2 separate regions of the Mus musculus genome follow, and region 2 is linked to region 1. The links are chromatin contacts, called in public HiChIP or PLAC-seq maps. All regions are on one chromosome and are shown on one strand. Each heading gives the region's core, a stretch centred on a gene start, on an enhancer-like site or on the middle of the called end of the contact. The rest is flanking DNA. Distances are from core to core; before and after follow the strand shown.

Region 1 (4,651 bases), core at 1,112-3,611:
ACCAAGCTAAAGTTTTTTTTCCCCCTGCAAGGCTTAAGTACCTCCATTAGTTTTATGATGAAATGGCAATCTTAAAACTTTTATGAGTAAGTAACATGCAGCGTCCCAACACGGACCTGACATCCTATCTGGATAGCATCTTCCATGTTAAGACTTAGCAATTACCATTTTATATTCCAGGGTTAGTCACCCAAGCAAAGCAACTTCATAGTGCACAACGACATATGCAAGTGCAGCGAATCCTTCCAAACCTCTTTGCTGTTTGGAGAACCATTAACAAAGAAACGGTAAGCCAGCATATGGAAAATTATAAATGCAGCCAGAGGTTGCCTGGGATCTAGTTAGAGATGCATTCCAGCAGTTGGTACTACCTGGAGCCTCTTCATCAGAGTCCCTCCTTCCAAATACTGTAGGGGGAGGGGCAAAAAGAGAGGAGGGAGGGAGTAAGAATGAGAGGAGGAGTGGGAGAAAGAGACTGAAGTAGAATAAAGGAGAAGAGACCGGTTATAAGAGATTGATTTATTTAGTGATTTTATGCAAAGCACTGCTTGTACTGCCTATTTAACAAGCCTGACTTCTCTTTTCTACCTCAAAAAGAACGATGTAGAGACATAGCTGAGTCAATAGGTCATTGCCCTTAACAACCTGCTGACTTCCAGATAGGCTTCTGTAAGATCTTGCTTACTTGCAGTTCCCCACCTTGTAGCTTTAGGATATAATATGAGGATATAAACTGGACCCATCTTTGAAGCCTTTCAGGACCTGTCCTGGCTTCGGTCCACCTTTACTGCACTCGCCTCGGTATCAGGGTACTTGTCCAGGAAAATTCCCACATCAGGACCACCACTGTATTGAATGCTTCTATGCTTAAGACACTACTTTATAAAAAACAAAACAACAAAAAAAATAGAGTCTAGTGGGCAAGAGATATATAAAAGTAACAACCAGTGTTTAAAAACTATGGTGGTTTCAATATGCTTGGCCCATGAGAAGTGGCACTATTAGCAATGTAGTCTTAATGGAATAGGTGTGGCCTTTTTGGAGCAAGTGTGTAATTGTGTTGGCAGGCTTTGAGATTCCTTAGTGCTCAAGTTCTGTCCAGTGTAGAAGAAAGCCTCCTTCTGGATGCCTTTGGATCAGGATGTAGAACTCTTATGTCCTTCTCCTGTATCATGGCTGCTTGCAGGCTGCCATGCTTTCTGCCATGATGATAATGTACTGAACCTCTGAAACTTATAAGCCAGCCCTAATTAAATGTTGTCCTTTATAAGAGTTGACTTGGTCATCGTGTCTCTTCACAACAATGAAACCCTAAGACAAAAACTAGAGTTGATTTGGTCATTGTGTCTCTTCACAACAATGAAACCCTAAGTCAAAAACTTATGTGCATTCCAGCAATACAAAGTCTCATCCGTGTTATGACTAATGATCATATATGACTTCATGTTTATCTACATGTATGGAAATTAATATATGTAGTTATAATAAATTCCCTTAAACAGTCATAAGATAATTATTTATATATATATATACACAAACACACACAAACACACACACATATATATATACACACATATATACATATATGTATATATATATATATATCTTCAGACTCCATACCTTGATACAAACTAGTTCCTACATTAAAGATTGGTTGCTTTTCTCTGTAGATATGAACTGATACAGGGAACTGGAGAAGAAGACAGACAATGGCTTACATTTTCAAGGTTAAGTAATATTTCAAACAGGCTTCACTTCTGTGGTTCAAATTCACTTTTCTGATTGATTTAACTGCTTAATTTCACTAATCTGTGGGTCCATCTTGAGAACGCCTTCCTTTTGAGCCTTTGACCTGGCTAGTTCCATAGCAGTCACTCTTTCCTGTGCTTTAGGCTAAAGCCCTCACTTGGTTACCACACTTTCTCCTTTTCTAACCCACCAGCATTTTTAAAAACCTAGAGTCAAAGCTTACAGAGTGTATGCGTGGTGCGGTGGCTGGCTGGTTTAATGATCTTCTGTTTGGCAATTTAAAACATAATAAAAATTTCATTATGATCGGAACTCTGAGCAGAACATTTCTTTTTCAGGCAAACATTGTGAAATTAAGTGTTATGCCACCAGTTGCTGTGGGGATTGTGCTGAGTGGCTCGATGGCACATAACCACATCATCCAGTCGTAGACTGCGGGAGAACTAATTTCTGTTCAGGCTCTGTTCAGCATACTCACTCGTTAGCAGTCCAGCCTCTAAACAGACAGGCCGTTTCTTTTTTAAAAAACCTTCTGTTTAATGTTTCAGATGCACAGGCTCAGATGTGGTGACTCATATTCTCAGCACTGAATCATGTAGCCAAATCTGAGTCAGAGCATAAGGGCCGTTGCAGACCTTCAGCTATCTGAACCTGAGGGAAGTATGTAAACTTGTGAATAACTTCCTGGTCTCAGTGGAGACAGAATTTTTTGTCAGAGCAAGAGAGAACCAGTATGAGACGGTTTTCCTGTTTTATCTTTTCTAAACTTAAAAAGATCTATTAGGACAATCTCAGTCCCATTATTACTTCCCTTAAAAAGATCACAGTGGCCACGTGTGGCATTTAAACAATGGCTTTCAAGCAGCTGCTGTATCTTACTTTATGCTAATTCACTGTGGATTTTTAGGCCATTTGGCAACTACAGCCCGCGCAGGATTAACTATTCCATCAGAATGTGTTTACTTGGCAGCGTATTATCACAGGAATTTTCTTTTTCTCTGAAAGATGAGATAAACACATGAAGCCAAATGGCCTTGTTTAGAGTTGTTCTCCACTTCACATTGTGGTTCTCGTGGATCGGGTTAATGTCACGACACCCCATCCCCTAAGCAGAACTTTCTCTGTGAAAGTTTTAGCTTCTCTTGCTTGTATTCCAAGGTTCTGGGGACCCACCATTAAATAGCATTCTAGCCCATTAGCGCAGCTGTTGGTTTGTTCTCAGTTTGTAACATTGTTGCTATTTTTCTTTCACTATTTTAGTTTTCTTCAACAGGTCCCTTTTCATGTTCAGCAGTGCATTCATAGGACTTAAGGAACAAGGAAGCCAGGTTGGAGGGGTGGCTCGGTGGTTAAGCCTGCCCTTTCAGAGGTCTTGAGTTCAATTCCCAACAACCACATGGTGGCTCACAGCCATCAATAATGGGATCTTATACCCTCTTCTGGTGTGTCTGAAGAGAGCAATGGTGTACTCAAATAATTTTTCTTTTTAAATAAAGGAACCAGGAAACCACGATGAGGCGATGGTAAAATAAAAGTGGCAGACAAGGCTATTTTCATACATGTGCATGGCACCTAATTCTTGCCAGACAGGAGAGAGAAGGAGTGAGCATGAGTAACGGATAGTCACAGATAATCAACAAGCCTTTTCCCTTGGAAGAGTTTGCCCATTATCGCCAATGAAGCTTTTGCCACCTCTACCTAGAAGGGAAAATTGGCCCTCGCTTAGCCTTCTCCAGCTCCTTTGCCAGCATGTGTCTCCAAGGTTCCCCTCCAGACCATGCAGTTGCAAAGGCTTTGTGTTGCTGCTACCAGAGGAAACATTAATGATTCATGTGTTTGCTGGTGTGACAAATTTGAAACTGTTCTAAAGTGTATCATTTCATGAATGAAATGAATTCAAAACGGTTTAATTACAAAATGCTATATATAATATAAATATGAAAAAAGATTGTTATTTAACTATCTTATCTTTAATATCTCTATTTAAATGATACTTTGAACAAGTAAAACAAAGACATTTCATAATAAAATACATGTTTAAGAGCCTGGTGTTCTCTGCTTCTGATACTGATGTGTTATCATTTTTACATTTTCTAACTCTTTTTGATGCCTATATCTGGATCATGATTGCAAGCTCAATGTTTCATTCATTTATTGCATTAACTTGGCAACTTCTCTCCCTAAACATTTTTTTTTAAATCCAGAAGATTTGAAACAATGACCCAGGAGTCCTGAAGCCTGGTAGAAGGTCTGCGAATCTGCCTTGGAAGGCAGTGCTCGGGGTTGGGAACCTGCCAGATTCCTTGCTTTCATGTCTGGGCTTTTCTTTCAAAGATGCCATTTGAATGAAAAGTTCCTCAATGGGAAGGAGTCTGTAAATCACAGAACACATGTCAAGTCCAACAAGAGAGTAAGCCAATGTACCTATGGCAGACATACGCAAACCTGCCGACTCCTATAGCGGGAGTGACAGCAGAAGAGTACCGTGTGTACTATGTACTGTGTACTATGTACTGTGTACTGTGTAGCTCCATCTAGGCTGAGGGAGGCCAACAGAAGAGGCCAAGGAGGGGGTGGGGGTCCGAGAAGGTTTCCAAAACTTGAGTGGTAAAATTACACAGACAAGGCAAACCTGCTTGCCCCAAGCTTTACGTTATGATTTAAAATAGTGGGTAGGGAGAAAAGAGAGTGAAGACAGTCAAAGTATATATGACAGATATTAACGAATGTTGTGGGATGCATCGCTCTGGAACTAATAAAATTGTGTGTGTGTGTGTGAGAGAGAGAGAGGGGGGGGTAGGATTTGAAATTGTAAAGTATTCCTTACACTTCACTTCATTGAGGAGACAACTTTATTTTGTATCAGAAAGAGACTACTTGTATTTATTGATTTAAGATCTGT
Region 2 (4,651 bases), core at 814-3,313, 180 kb before region 1:
CAGGAGCCAAATGGGAATTCAAAATAATGCGTGTTTAACAAAAGGTATACGCTGTTGGTTAGTGGGAGGGATTTTCAGTAATTACAGGAAAAAAATTTCAGATGTGATTTTACCTAAAATATTATTACTGTTGCTATTTGAATATCTGTTTAATTGGCTATCTCAGTCAGTGTTTTATTGCTATGAAGAGACACAACGGTAATGCCGTCTGTTATAAAGGAAAACATTTATCTGGGGCTGGCTTAGAGTTTCAGAGGTTTAGTCCATACTCATCAAGGTGGGGAGCATGGTGGTATGTAGGCAGACATGATGGAGGAGAAGTAGCTGAGAGTTCTGCATCTGGATCTGCAAGCAGCAGAAAGAGAGAGAGACTCTGGATTTGGAATGGCTTCTTGAAACCTCAGATCCCATTCCCAGTGACACATTTGTGCCACTCCCTGGTAATCACATATTTAAGACGATGACCCAGAGGGGGAGCATTTCTATTCAAACCACCAAAATGATCTCTTCTGTCCTTCTGTTATCTTTATTTTTCTCTTTTCTTCCTGTTTATAAGTAGCAATTTTTTTTCTTTGAAACGTGCTACCGACTTCTTGAAAAACATCTAGTGCTCTCCAGACCGTAAAAAAATCAAGTCGAACAGCACGAAAGCTATTCCTTTTAAGCTTTGTTCCAGTCAACGTGTCGTTAGCTCTGAAATAGACACTCAGCACTGAACCAAGCCTGTGCTCCTCCAGGCCTCTGACTCTTGTGATTTTTCTATCTAGCAATTCCTTTCTTGGCAGATGGTGCATGTTCTTTAAGGTCCGCTAAAAAGTCACCACCTTTGAAAAGCACTTATTTTCATTCAAGCAAGACTTATAAAGCTCTGTCCATGGAGTAAAGATGGCCAAATATACATGCCAATTTTTGCAACTTAAAGGAAAATGGAAACATTGTCTCTTTAGACTTTTTCAACCTGAACATTTAAATGAAGTAATAAATATAACGAATAAATTATCTTGTTAAGCATTACAGTTTGACTGTCCCTTTTCACTCTCTGAACCTTTTCTACCATTGGAATCATATTAGGAAGTGAGGTCTTTAAGAAGTTATTGCATTATAAGGATTCTGCCCCGCTGTGGAGATTAACACCATTATAAAAGGGCCAGTTAGACCTTTCTTGCAACCTATTTCCCCCTTCACCTTCCACTATGTGCTGAAGACCAGTTAGCACTTTTTTTGGTGACAAGGGCAGGGCCCACAGTGGATTGTATGCTAGTCACATAGCCTATGTGACCACTCTCCTAAATGGATGAGTAACTCTGGTGGGAGGTTAGACTGAGGGAGAAAGGCATACATTGTGTGGACTGTTTACTGGGTCAGTCATGATGCACTCAAAACCAATCAGTCCCAACACAGACACAGCTCAGCGGAAGAATCTTTGATAAACTTGCACAAGGCCCTGGGTTCAATACTAAATGCTATTATAACAAACAAAGAGACACTCCTACAGCAGACCTCAGTCTCCATTTAGTTCCCACAGTACGTCTCAAAGAACACTGGGCAGGAATCTTCTGCATGTTCCCTAGATAAAGTTATGATCCCTCCAATAACTTCTTGTTCCTTTTTGAGTCTGAGACAATGAGTAGGAAACCACTGTCTCTGGGTGGCTTTGGTGACCCTGACCATAAACACCCTAACTCTCCAAGTTAAGCTCACCAAGCGTAGAGAAAGGCTTGGTAGCTCTCAAATAGTCAGAAAGCCCCCAACTAGACACTAGACTCAAGAAGTATGACCCAATCAAGAAATTTCTCCTCCCTGGGTCTACCTAGTCGGAAGCATTGTTTTATCAACACAAAATAGATTAAGGAACTAGGAAAATAAGACGTAATTATGTATGGTGATATTGAGATAGGATGGAAAGACAGGGAAGATTATGTGTGTTAGATGTGTTAGATCCAAAGCAGGCCCCCAAAATTCCAGTGCTGTTGCCAGTGTCCTAAGATTATAGCCTGGGCCTAACCCAGGTATGACTCTGACTGGGTAAATAGAAAGATTGTTATTAGTTAAACAGGAAATTAACCTCGACATGCCTCAGGGATCGCACAAGATGGGTTTTGTTTACCAGGAAAGTCACTACTTCCTACATGGTCAACTACCTCAGGCAAAATCATCTAGCTCCCAAATAACTCAAATAGCCCACAACAGATTAAAGTCTCCATTCTAACCACCAGGTTGTTCTGGCCCATGTGCCTTCTCCTGCTACCACTAACTTCCCAATGAAACAAGCAAGCCTGCTGTTCTCTACTCTCTGTGACGGCTAAGCAGTTTGTTTCCCAATAAACTGTTTTTTTCTAGCCACAGAATGGTCTAGTTAAATGGTTTCCCTTTGTCTTCACTTACAGAGAGAGGCAGAGAGGAAATGGGTCTGAGGTCTCATAAAAATGAGCACACACACAGAAGTAATCTTGCAAGGCAAGAAGTTTTCCTTGTGTAGAAAAGTGAAGCTGTGAAAATTCAGGCAAGCAAGCACACCTAGCAGGAAATCGGCTAAGATGTTACAGCTAGTGCAAGGGCCCTATGCCTCACTTAAGTGGTCAGAGCTCAGCCTGAACATTTTTGCACCATGAGTTAATATAGAATGGTATAGTTTCTATGAAGAGATAAAAACTCAGCAATATTTTGAATATAGAAACTGCTCACCCAAGAGGGCATTTTAACAAATGGTGACTCTTTAAAACATTGGAGATTCTCTTGGCTTATTTAACTCTTTGTTAGAAAAGATAATACATCTTATGTTAATTTCTCATGACTGGGAGGAACAGAGTTTTTCATCATTGTGCTAAGAAGTTCGATGGGCATCAGCAAGTTCAGAGGCCACTGGGGATGGACAAGTCCCTTCATGATTTGCTTTGGACTCAAACTCCCATCCACAATAAAAAGGTGAAGGTTTTAGGGCTTAGTGATCCTATTGGGTGCCTAGGGGAACTGCTTCTTTCTGGTCCAAAGAATGAAATATGAATTCTACTTCTAGGCAGAAAAATGACATTTTTAAAAAGATTTATTTAATATATGTGAATATTCTGTAGATATTTTCAGACACACTAGAAGAGGACATCAGATTATATTACAGATGGTTGTGAGCCACAATGTGGTTGCTAAGAATTGAACCCAGGACCTCTGAAAAAGCAGTCAGTGCTCATAACTGCTGAGCCATCTCTCCAGCCCCCCAAATGACATTCTGATCTGACCCAAAGATTAGAACATTGCATATTACTGTCCCTTCTCTTAAGAGTTAATGCGTCTGGGCCAGGATGATCATCTGGCTATGAGGCCAATCCCCTGGAAAGCAAATTCTCCTGAGGATACACTAAGAAGATGGGAGGGATAATTGTCTGCTAAAGAGGTAACGTGTCTTTATCTCAGAGCCCTCCCTAGAGGCAGTTGTTGGCAGATCTTCACTGAGATCCCTGCCTACTTTTCAGAATTCAGATTTGAAAACCGATCTTTTTCATTTTTATCTCTTCTTTGAATACGAACCAAAATCTTAAACAGACTGGTCTTGAAACTGTAGTCTTTTCTTATGAATCTGCTTGCCTGCAAACCTCTATTGCTGGCCCTAACTCAAAAGGCATTCGTTTCTCTTTTCCTAGCCATATTTCTTATTGCTTGCTTGCTCTGTGGTTTTTATTAAGACTTTAATAAAAATTGGCCATTAAACTTTGAGTCTGTTTTTAAATTCCTCTATCAAGGAGATAAAACAAACAAACAAAAAACAAAAAACAAAAACAAAAACTGTGAAAGATAACCGCAGTTCCTTGGTAGTTGGACTTGCTTAGTTCTTCAAGACAAAGGCTCTCATATCTCATTTCAGAACACTTTGAAGCCCCTTTTGATAACAATCTGAGAAGCCAGAATTACAACATAGTTCACATTTGCTATGAAGGTTGCTGATACCATTTCTTCTTAGATGGTTATTCTATTTCTAACAGCAACGACCTTTGTTTGAACATAAATGGCATTGGGTATGGCCTCAGTCCTTTTCCCAGACAAACTCTGGGAATCTCTGGGAAACAAGACTATTAACTTTTACAGTAAGACCTCCTACCCTTCTAGCGTCCCTGTGATCCAGACTTTGACCTTACAAATTATAATTCTGGCTGATGCCCCTCTGTAGCCTCCCCTAGCCTAGAGCAGGCTGAGTCAGACCTATGCTGCCACTGTGAATGAGACCACCTAGGGTGGAGTCTTCTGACCTTCTATTGTTCTGTCACCTGCTCTGCTCTTCTCCAAGATGCCATTACCCGCAGAGAGGCTGCACCTGTCTTCCTGAGATATTCCTGAGATGGCTGACAACCTGTTGAATTGGTGACCTAATGCTAACAGCTCTAGCAGACTAAGTGCTAACAACTTGGTAACAAAGCATCAAGAAGCCTGGCATGGCAGGGGATGGGCTTTCCCCCTTTATAAGCACAGACTCTTAGTAAATATTGGGCCTTGATCAGAAAAATTTGTCTCGGTCTCTTTTCTTCTCTCGACATTTCCTCCCTTACAGCTCCACCCTCCCACTCAGGAACTCAGTTCGTGTGGCCGCGGGTGGCTACAACCCTCAAGAAGGATCCTGTATCTTACCTAGGTTTCTGAAATATCCTTCAAAGAGAACAACATT

Evidence for each region. HiChIP or PLAC-seq counts read pairs in DNA pulled down with a chosen protein or histone mark.
Region 2: an HNF4G HiChIP or PLAC-seq map of pancreatic cancer cells shows a contact between it and region 1. The contact joins two enhancer-like sites. A contact is called at or near these places in 1 of 39 promoter capture datasets (stem cell-derived epiblast-like cells) and 3 of 115 datasets of contacts at active chromatin or transcription factors (embryonic stem cells, large pre-B cells and pancreatic cancer cells).

The regions. Positions count from the first base shown.
Region 1 is chr3:126,382,876-126,387,526 of GRCm38.p6, reverse strand. The region is part of intron 1 of Arsj (arylsulfatase J); the gene reads right to left. Gm35351 (a long non-coding RNA gene) reads left to right here. Exons shown (of 3, transcript XR_376048.3): 3 at 181-294. Among named protein-coding and RNA genes, the nearest start is that of Gm35408, 4.9 kb to the right of the region's middle. Within about 2 kb of position 2,361, at least 131 of the 459 cell types and tissues checked have an H3K27ac peak or open chromatin away from gene starts, as enhancers often do. A contact at or near this core is called in pancreatic cancer cells, where this site is marked.
Region 2 is chr3:126,558,688-126,563,338 of GRCm38.p6, reverse strand. No RefSeq gene overlaps it. Among named protein-coding and RNA genes, the nearest start is that of Camk2d, 36 kb to the left of the region's middle. Within about 2 kb of position 2,063, at least 12 of the 459 cell types and tissues checked have an H3K27ac peak or open chromatin away from gene starts, as enhancers often do. A contact at or near this core is called in pancreatic cancer cells, where this site is marked.